2 separate regions of the Macaca mulatta genome follow, and region 2 is linked to region 1. Evidence: chromatin contacts called from public Hi-C data. All regions are on one chromosome and are shown on one strand. Each heading gives the region's core, a stretch centred on a gene start, on an enhancer-like site or on the middle of the called end of the contact. The rest is flanking DNA. Distances are from core to core; before and after follow the strand shown. Region 1 overlaps LOC704951 (intraflagellar transport protein 122 homolog). Region 2 has its middle 29 kb from the start of RPN1.

Region 1 (3,814 bases), core at 444-2,943:
ACACTTGCCCCCGCTTCTGTAAGTGCTGCTGCCAGCAAATCGGTCTTTTTCCTGAGTCTCTGATCAGCCTCCTTCTTTGCCTCCTGATCATGGTTAACATACACCTTGGTCAGGTCACTTCTAAAAGCTGAGTGGCAATCACACCTGCAAAGCCCTCTAGCTTTTGCAGCGTCCCCCTAATGTCCCCCTGGGCTTTTCCTACAAATGCTGTGTTCACCATGTGCTGATTTTCAGTGGCCTCAGGGTCAAATGCGGGAGTATAAAACTGCAACACCTCACAGAGTCTCTCATAAAACTGGCTAGGGCTTTCATCAATTCCCTGAAGCACCTCTGAGATCTTTCCTGTATCGATGGCCTTCTTTCTACCCTCCCTTAATCCTTGCACCAGTGCTTCTTGGTACCTCTGTAGGGGCTGAAACTGGGCTGCATCATTTGGGTCCCAGTTAGGGTCTGCTTCTCGGAACTGGCCCTGAGCATAAGCCTGAACATTAAGTGTGCCTTCTCGCGCGTTGGCTTCTAACCAGTGGAGGGCTGCCTGGGTTACCCTCTGGCACTCCTCAGTGTTAAACAGCACCAGTAGGAGCTGTTTGCAGTCTGGCCAAGTTGGACTGTGTGTCAGGAAGATGGAATGCATTAGATCTGTGAGGGCTTGTGCTTCTCCATGTAGGAGGGAGTACGGTGTTTCCAGTTTAGGAGATCAGTGGTTGAAAAAGGCTGGTAAATGAAAGTTTGTTCTCCTCCTTGCACTTGGCTCTGTTCATTATAATAAGGGGTCCCCTTGTTTCCCTGAGAGGCATTTGCATAGCCTGGGTGCAGCCAGACTGGAGGCAGCCTGCTTGATCATTCTGACTGTCCTCCTTGACCTCCTGGGGTGAGGGCTCAGATTTCTCCCTCTGGGGTGTAGCCTGGGGTGTATCACCATCTGAGTCTGGCTGCTCAGGGGCCAGCCTTGGTAAAGGGTGGGTAGATTGGAGTGTAGGGAGGAGGGGTCTCTATCTCCTCTGGTAGTTCCTGCAAAACTGGTTTTTCCTGTGGCTTTCCCTTTGTCTCTGTAGCTGACAGTGAAGCTGAATTCTCTTTCACTTTTGGCTTGACTCAAGCCACTAGCGTTCTGCAATAAGCTAATAGGCAGGGCTACATTCAGCCATGAGTCAATATAAGGGAACGGGTCTGGATGCCCTGGCTGTTCTCTGACCCTAGTCACCACCTGATATACACGGCCAATTGTTTATCTATCTATAGTCCTTTAGGCCAGCCACCCTACACCAAAAGAGGGCCATTCTATTTCACAGAGAGTTCTTAACCTCTGGGGGGGTCAACTTGATTCCATAGTCCCCCTTATAACCTTTCTTAAAGTTCTTTAACGTACATTCTAACGGGGTGGGTTTTGACGACTTCCCTCCCATTTCCTCCTTTTTTGGCACAACACACTCACTCTCACTTTCGCTTCAGACTGATTAGATCATCTCCCTCGCAGGAGTCTTTCAGACGCTGCTTATCTTTGGAGTGATTGTTAATCCCCCCACAATTTAGTAATTCCTGAGCCATATGTGGTAGCTCATGTAGGATGTTCGCCACTAGTCCTGATCAGTCCCACACTTTGCTTGGAGCGTACGGTCTACGCTAAGAGACCTGCAACCCCCACACATCACTCCCTGTGTTGGTTCCTCCTGGAACCGTCTCTTTCATATGCACCCACACACTTCCCTGCTCCGTTTCCTTTCTCAACCAACTTAGCAAGCCACTCTCGCATCCTGGGTCGGTTGGGGTGTAGGTTTCATCAGAAATAGCGAGCCACTCTCGTGTCCTAGGTCAGATTACTTGTATGCTCTGGGTGTCAGTTTCATCTGACTTTGTGAGCCACTCTTGTATCCTGGGTCAGACTACTTGGTGCACCCCCAGGAGCTGATCAAGTTCCCTTCTACCCTTATGGGACAGGTCCTGCCTTGGGCCCCAAACCTTACTGCGGTCCTGAAGTGTGCTGTTCCTGGAATCATCCTGTAGCCCCTTTAGGTTCCGCTGCACTGTCAGGTAGGGGCACCAGACCACAGGAGAGCTGATCTCCCCTCCGGGTTGAAGTTCTACCAATGGCACCTGGGGTCACAGGTCTCTGCTGGCCCGGGGCTCCAGTCCCACAGGCAAATGAGACAGTAAACCTGTTGTCTCTGCTCCTGGCTGGCTCGCCAAAATGTTGTGGGAATCAGGAGACTGGAGAGATCAATGGGTGAAACAGGAGGATTTCATTTAGGTGGCCACTGGCCCAGCGAGTTAATATCCAGAGGCTGAGCAATGAACAAAGACCAGGCTTGACTTTTATTCAGGTGACTGAAGGGGAGTGGCTAGCTAGTGGTGTGAAAATTGCGGGGTGGGGAAATCAAGCTTACGGAAGTAGAACAAAGGCAGTTAATCAAACTGTGACAGGTTTTGCAACTCAGACGTGTCTTGTGACCTTTGCCATCCTGCACAGATGGGAAAACAGGAACTTATAAAATCCTTGCAAACTTGCAGAAATAGTTATGAAAATAGTTATAAGAGCAGAATAAAGAATGATGGCATGGGGACAGAATTCCAGGGGGATACTAAGAACTTGTTTTTCTCATCCCTGCTCTTGGAACCCATTTCTTTGGGGCCCCTGCCTGGCCTTGCAGATAATGTTATCATAGCTCCAGCTAGACTTGTTTTCCCTTTACTTGTTTTTCTTATATCTCCTGCTTCAGGACAGTGCAGCCAAGAAAGGCAGAGCCAGCCTGCAACTGCGCCAACCGAGAGCCAGGCTGGGGAGCCTTCTCTCCTGCTCCGGGCTTCTTTGCACACTCTTTGTTCAGCCTGTCTGTCAGTAATGGAACATCCACAAGACAGGACAAAATGCAGTTGTAAATACAATGCAGTGGGGCCCAGGCAGGAAGGAGGGGTGCTGGCTGTAAAAGGGTGGCACAACACTAGGCACCTTGTGGTGGTGGCCATGTTCAGTGCCATGACTATGGGGGGCGGTTACACATGCCAACAAGGGTGGGAAAATTGTCCTGTAGCTTTGCACACTGTTATCATTGTGGGAAACTGGGCAAAGAGTATAAGGCATCTCTATATTATTTCCTGCAACTTATGTGAGTCTACAATTACCTTAACATTTTGCCATGCTGGATAAGAACATTTACTGACACAGAACCATGCTTCAGGAGATTGCTGAGTGAAAAGGCCAGATGACGAGTTTATAGCCAGCACTTCATAGACAGTGATAGGGCTGCCATAACCGAATGTGAGGTGAAATGAGAAGATGGCCATAGAGGAAGGGATGAGAAGTCTTGTTTACAGGCCAGGCTAAGGGAATACAGTAAATCTGAGGTTCCATCTATAGGTAGTGATACTTACACACATAAAAGTCATTAAACAGTATTTGCAGTGTGATTCCACCTTTGTTTAAAAATGTTATAAAATCACATGCTCCTAATTATATATTATGCATACATTACATATTCACACAGAAAAGGTCTAAGCAGATGTATTTCAACATGTTTAGGAGCAATTCTGTCCTGAGGATGGGGTGCTAAGGGCTAAAGTTTCTTGCTGGTTTGTGTCTCTGTTTTATGGCAATCCTACAGTGAGCACCATCTGCGTGGGGTGCAGGAGGCGGAGGGGAGACAAGCCTGCATTCGGGAGGTCAATCTCAGCCGCCTGTCTGTGGTTCTGCCCTCCTCCATTCTGTGACTCCTCCCTTCAGTGCCCCATTTCTGCTGTGGCCTCCTCTTAGTTCAGGGGCCTTGTGCAGAGTCCCATGCTCCCTTATTGGCTCACAGACCTCAGGACTCACCCCCAC
Region 2 (3,687 bases), core at 1,162-3,661, 230 kb before region 1:
CCAATCCTGCTCTACTGGGACCTATTCACTGGCCCCTTGTATCCTGGATCTTCTGCCTTTATGTCCCTGTTACCTCCCTCCTTCCCATCAGCATTTGAACAGGCTCCTGTCCTTCCCACTGCTACAGACTGAATGTCTGCATCCCCCCAAAATTCTTATGTTGAAACCTAACCCCCAATGTGAAGCATTAGAGGGTGGCACCTTTGTGAGGTGATTAGGCCATGAGGGTAGAGCCTTCATGAATGGACATTAGTGCCCTTATAAGATACCTTCAAGAGTTCCCTCATCTCTGCCACCATGTGAGGACACAAGAAGGTGCCATCTTTGAACCAAGCAGCAGGACCTCTCAACACCAAATCTGCCAGTGCCTTGATCTTGGACTTCCCAGCCTCCAGAATTGTAAGAAGCAAATTTCTATTTATAGCTACCCAGAATATGGTATTTTGTTACAGCAGCCCTAACAGACTGAGACACTCGTCTTAAGTCTTTCCGGATGCTATCTCTTGAGTGGAAGTCAAAAAAGGAGTCTGGGCTCCTCCCTCCCCACCATCCCCCACAGGCAAACCCTTCAGATGTGGTGATGGCCCCTCCTGATGACCCTCCCCTCCGGCCTGCCTTTCCTGATGCCCAGCACTTCTGCTGTCTGCTCCCTTTTGTGTTCCCTGCATTTAGTCCTGGACCTGTCACACCACATATGGAACCAAGGGCCTGACGGAAGCTGAGACTATAAAGGGCTGGGCTGGGGGCACCATGAAGGGTTTGGCCATGGTAGGCGACAGGCTGCATCATTCAGCTTTCGCTTCAGGGCTAGCCGAGTTTGAATATTCTCTCTTCCTTCCCTGTCATCTCCCATACCTGTCCAGGCAGGTGACAAAGCAGTCCCCAGATCTCAGGTCACCAGCCCCAGAACCAGGCCAGGGTCCCAGAGTCAGGCCCAGCTTCAAAATGGCGCCGGGCCTCATCCAAAGCATCAGGCCTTTGCAGAGGGCCCTGGGGTACACTTGGGGGCATTTCCTGTCTGAGCCTGCGGCCCCCAACCGCTGGCAGCATGGGCTTCCGGCGGGGCTGCGGCCGGGGCCTGCACTATCAGCTCGGCACCAGACGCCCGGTCAGGATACTTGTGGTGAAACTGTGAGGGTGCGCTGAGTCCTTTGGGGTTTTCTCCCATGACAGCCTCCAAGACAAATGGAAGAGAGAAAGTGACACCCAGCCCTTCTTCAGCCGTGTTTTCCCCTCCCTGAGCCAGGGTTCAGGTTCAAGGCTGGGGGCCTGCCATGCGGCCACCTATGGCTACAGGGACATCCCAAAGCTGCAGCCATGGAGGCTGCCAGGACCAGGCCACTAGGGTCAGGCATCTTGGCCAATGCTGGACAACAGGCACTGTGGCCTGGGGATCTGAATGGGAGTGGCAGTGGGTGGGTCACTCCTATACGGCCACATGAGAGCCACAGAGAAGGTACGCTGGGTCTGAGACTAAGTGAGAGGTGTCAGGTGTCTGGGGCATGTCACCTTGAGCCAAGGGATGCCCGGCCTGAACCTGGCTTTACACCTAGGGCCCCACTTGACCTCCTCTCTGAGATTTACAAGGGGGAAACTGAGGCCCTGTTTACAACTGGGGAAACCGAGGATCAGGGAAGCGCAGGGCTGCGCGTGGCCTAGGGCGCTCCGTCCCAGCAAGCAACGGATGTGAGGCCATAGGCGGGGAGGGCAGCGCTGGATGCCCCACTGGGCCCAGGGATGCACCCAGCACAGGATGCTGGGGGAGCCACCGGCCTTGGCCAACCCAGCTAGCCCTGCGGCCTTCCAGGGCAGCTGAGAGCCCAGATCCCCATGGCTAAGCCCCTCAGCAGCCCAGTGGTCCTGAGCCCACCGACCCCAGACCCAGTCTTAGTCCAGGCAGAGGCGGCCGTTTACGAGCCCACACCCGTAGGTGGCGCCACAGCCGGAGAATTGGCTTTGGTTATGTTGGAGCCGCGCTGCCTTTAAATTAGGAGCAGCCCCACGCATGCGCGACTTTTCTAGCCAGAGCCCGCCGTCTGCGCCTGCGTGCTCGCCCATACTCCCTGGCGACCCCTAGTGACGCGCTGCAGTGTTACGAAGGGACACCAGGGCGCAGGCGCAGCTGGCTCCTCAGGCCTGCGAGAGGCCCGCCGGCCCAGCAGAGGGCGCCCACCAATCTGCACGCGGGCCCAGCGAGTTCTCTTGGTTTCGGCCAAGCTTTCTGACGGCTCCTAAAAACGGAGAGAAAGTTTCAGAGAGAGTAAGAGGATGAAGAGAGCTGGTGAAGCAGCTGGGCAAATGGCCCGAGGTGGTATGCAGTCGCAGTAAAACAGGGCCCCCTCCGTGAGGCGCAGCCGCCCAGGGGTTCCCTAGGGAAGCAGGGGCTGCGGCGGACGCCTCTCGGGCAGGTCAGGGTATGCACCTTCCAGCAGGGGCTCCCGAGGCCGGGCGTGCGTGCGGCCAGGTCCATGGGCACACCATTGTGAACACTGGTTAAACGTGGCCTCCACGGCTTCCAACCCCCAGGACAGAACCAACCCTCCGCCCCCAGCTTTCGGGCCAGAGCTCGGTGAGACCGTCACTGTTTAACAAGCATTTGCTATAGGCCATCTTGCATTATGACTGCACGTGACGCATACAGCCATCCTAGGAAGCAGGTAACAGCCCTGCTTCATTTTGCACGGAAAGGCTTGCCTAAGGTCACAGGGAATGGCAGGCGTGGGATTTCCATCCAGGGATCCTACTGCAGAGCCCCATTCTGGAGGTTCTTCCTTCTTGCTCCTCCCATTCTTCCACTGTCCTTGGATCCCCCATTTTCCCCTGCACAATCTCTTAATCCCTATGTTCAGCTTCTCATTTTCAACTGGATCCTTCCCAGTGGCATTCAACACACTTGGTGTCTCCCACCTTAGAATAGAACATTCAAGCTGCACATCCTTCTGTAGGCCCTCACTCATCCCATTCCCAGCCTGTTTGCGAAATGCATTGTCAGGATTCAAAGAAAGCCTCACATCGGTCCAATTCCCATCCCCACACCAACACAGTTCTCAAGTCACCAATGCGTAAAAGGCTTCAGTGATCCACCCCTATAGCCAAAAGGCACTGCTCGGTCTCTTCAGCATTCGCTGATGGTTCACTCCTGGAAACATTTTTCCACTTGGCTTCATGACACTACGTAGTCCTGGTCTTTCTCGTCCCAGGTGAGGACAGTCCTGGTCTTTGTCAACCCAAGTGGCCACTATTACTTCGTCATCCTAATGTTCAGTTCTGGATCTCTTCTTATTCTACACCCTTCCTAGGCACTGTCCCCTGCCACAGCCTCTTTCTCACCTTTTCCATAACCTTGTCTAGGCCCAGCAACCCCACATTTACCACTGTCACACCAGACCTTAGAGTTCCAGGCCTGAGTATCCACCTGCCCAGGGACATTCCCACTTGGATGTCCCAAGCACCTCCATTTTGCCATGTCTGAAACAGAATTCAGTATCAGTTCCTCACAACTGGTCTTCTACAGACTTCCCCAGTAATCCCTCAACCCACCTGTCAATATTTAGGCTGTTTGTAAGCCACTCATGCAAACATTCAGTAACCCAACTACGTGTCATAGATTGGTCTGAACACCTAGCTGTTAACATAAAGATGAGCACATCAGATAAAACTCCTGCCCTATTGAAGCTAGTTCAGTAA

The links. Hi-C and Micro-C count contacts between places; a contact is called where the count stands out from the background.
Region 2: a Hi-C map of blood shows a contact between it and region 1, with 4 times the contacts expected there. The contact joins two enhancer-like sites. A contact is called at or near these places in 7 of 14 Hi-C or Micro-C datasets (CD4 T cells, blood, cortical neurons and 4 more).

What each region holds. Positions count from the first base shown.
Region 1 is chr2:155,107,705-155,111,518 of T2T-MMU8v2.0, reverse strand. The region is part of intron 5 of LOC704951 (intraflagellar transport protein 122 homolog); the gene reads right to left. Among named protein-coding and RNA genes, the nearest start is that of ACAD9, 22 kb to the right of the region's middle. Within about 2 kb of position 1,693, at least 11 of the 40 cell types and tissues checked have an H3K27ac peak or open chromatin away from gene starts, as enhancers often do. A contact at or near this core is called in blood, where this site is marked.
Region 2 is chr2:155,339,620-155,343,306 of T2T-MMU8v2.0, reverse strand. No RefSeq gene overlaps it. Among named protein-coding and RNA genes, the nearest start is that of RPN1, 29 kb to the right of the region's middle. Within about 2 kb of position 2,411, at least 24 of the 40 cell types and tissues checked have an H3K27ac peak or open chromatin away from gene starts, as enhancers often do. A contact at or near this core is called in blood, where this site is marked.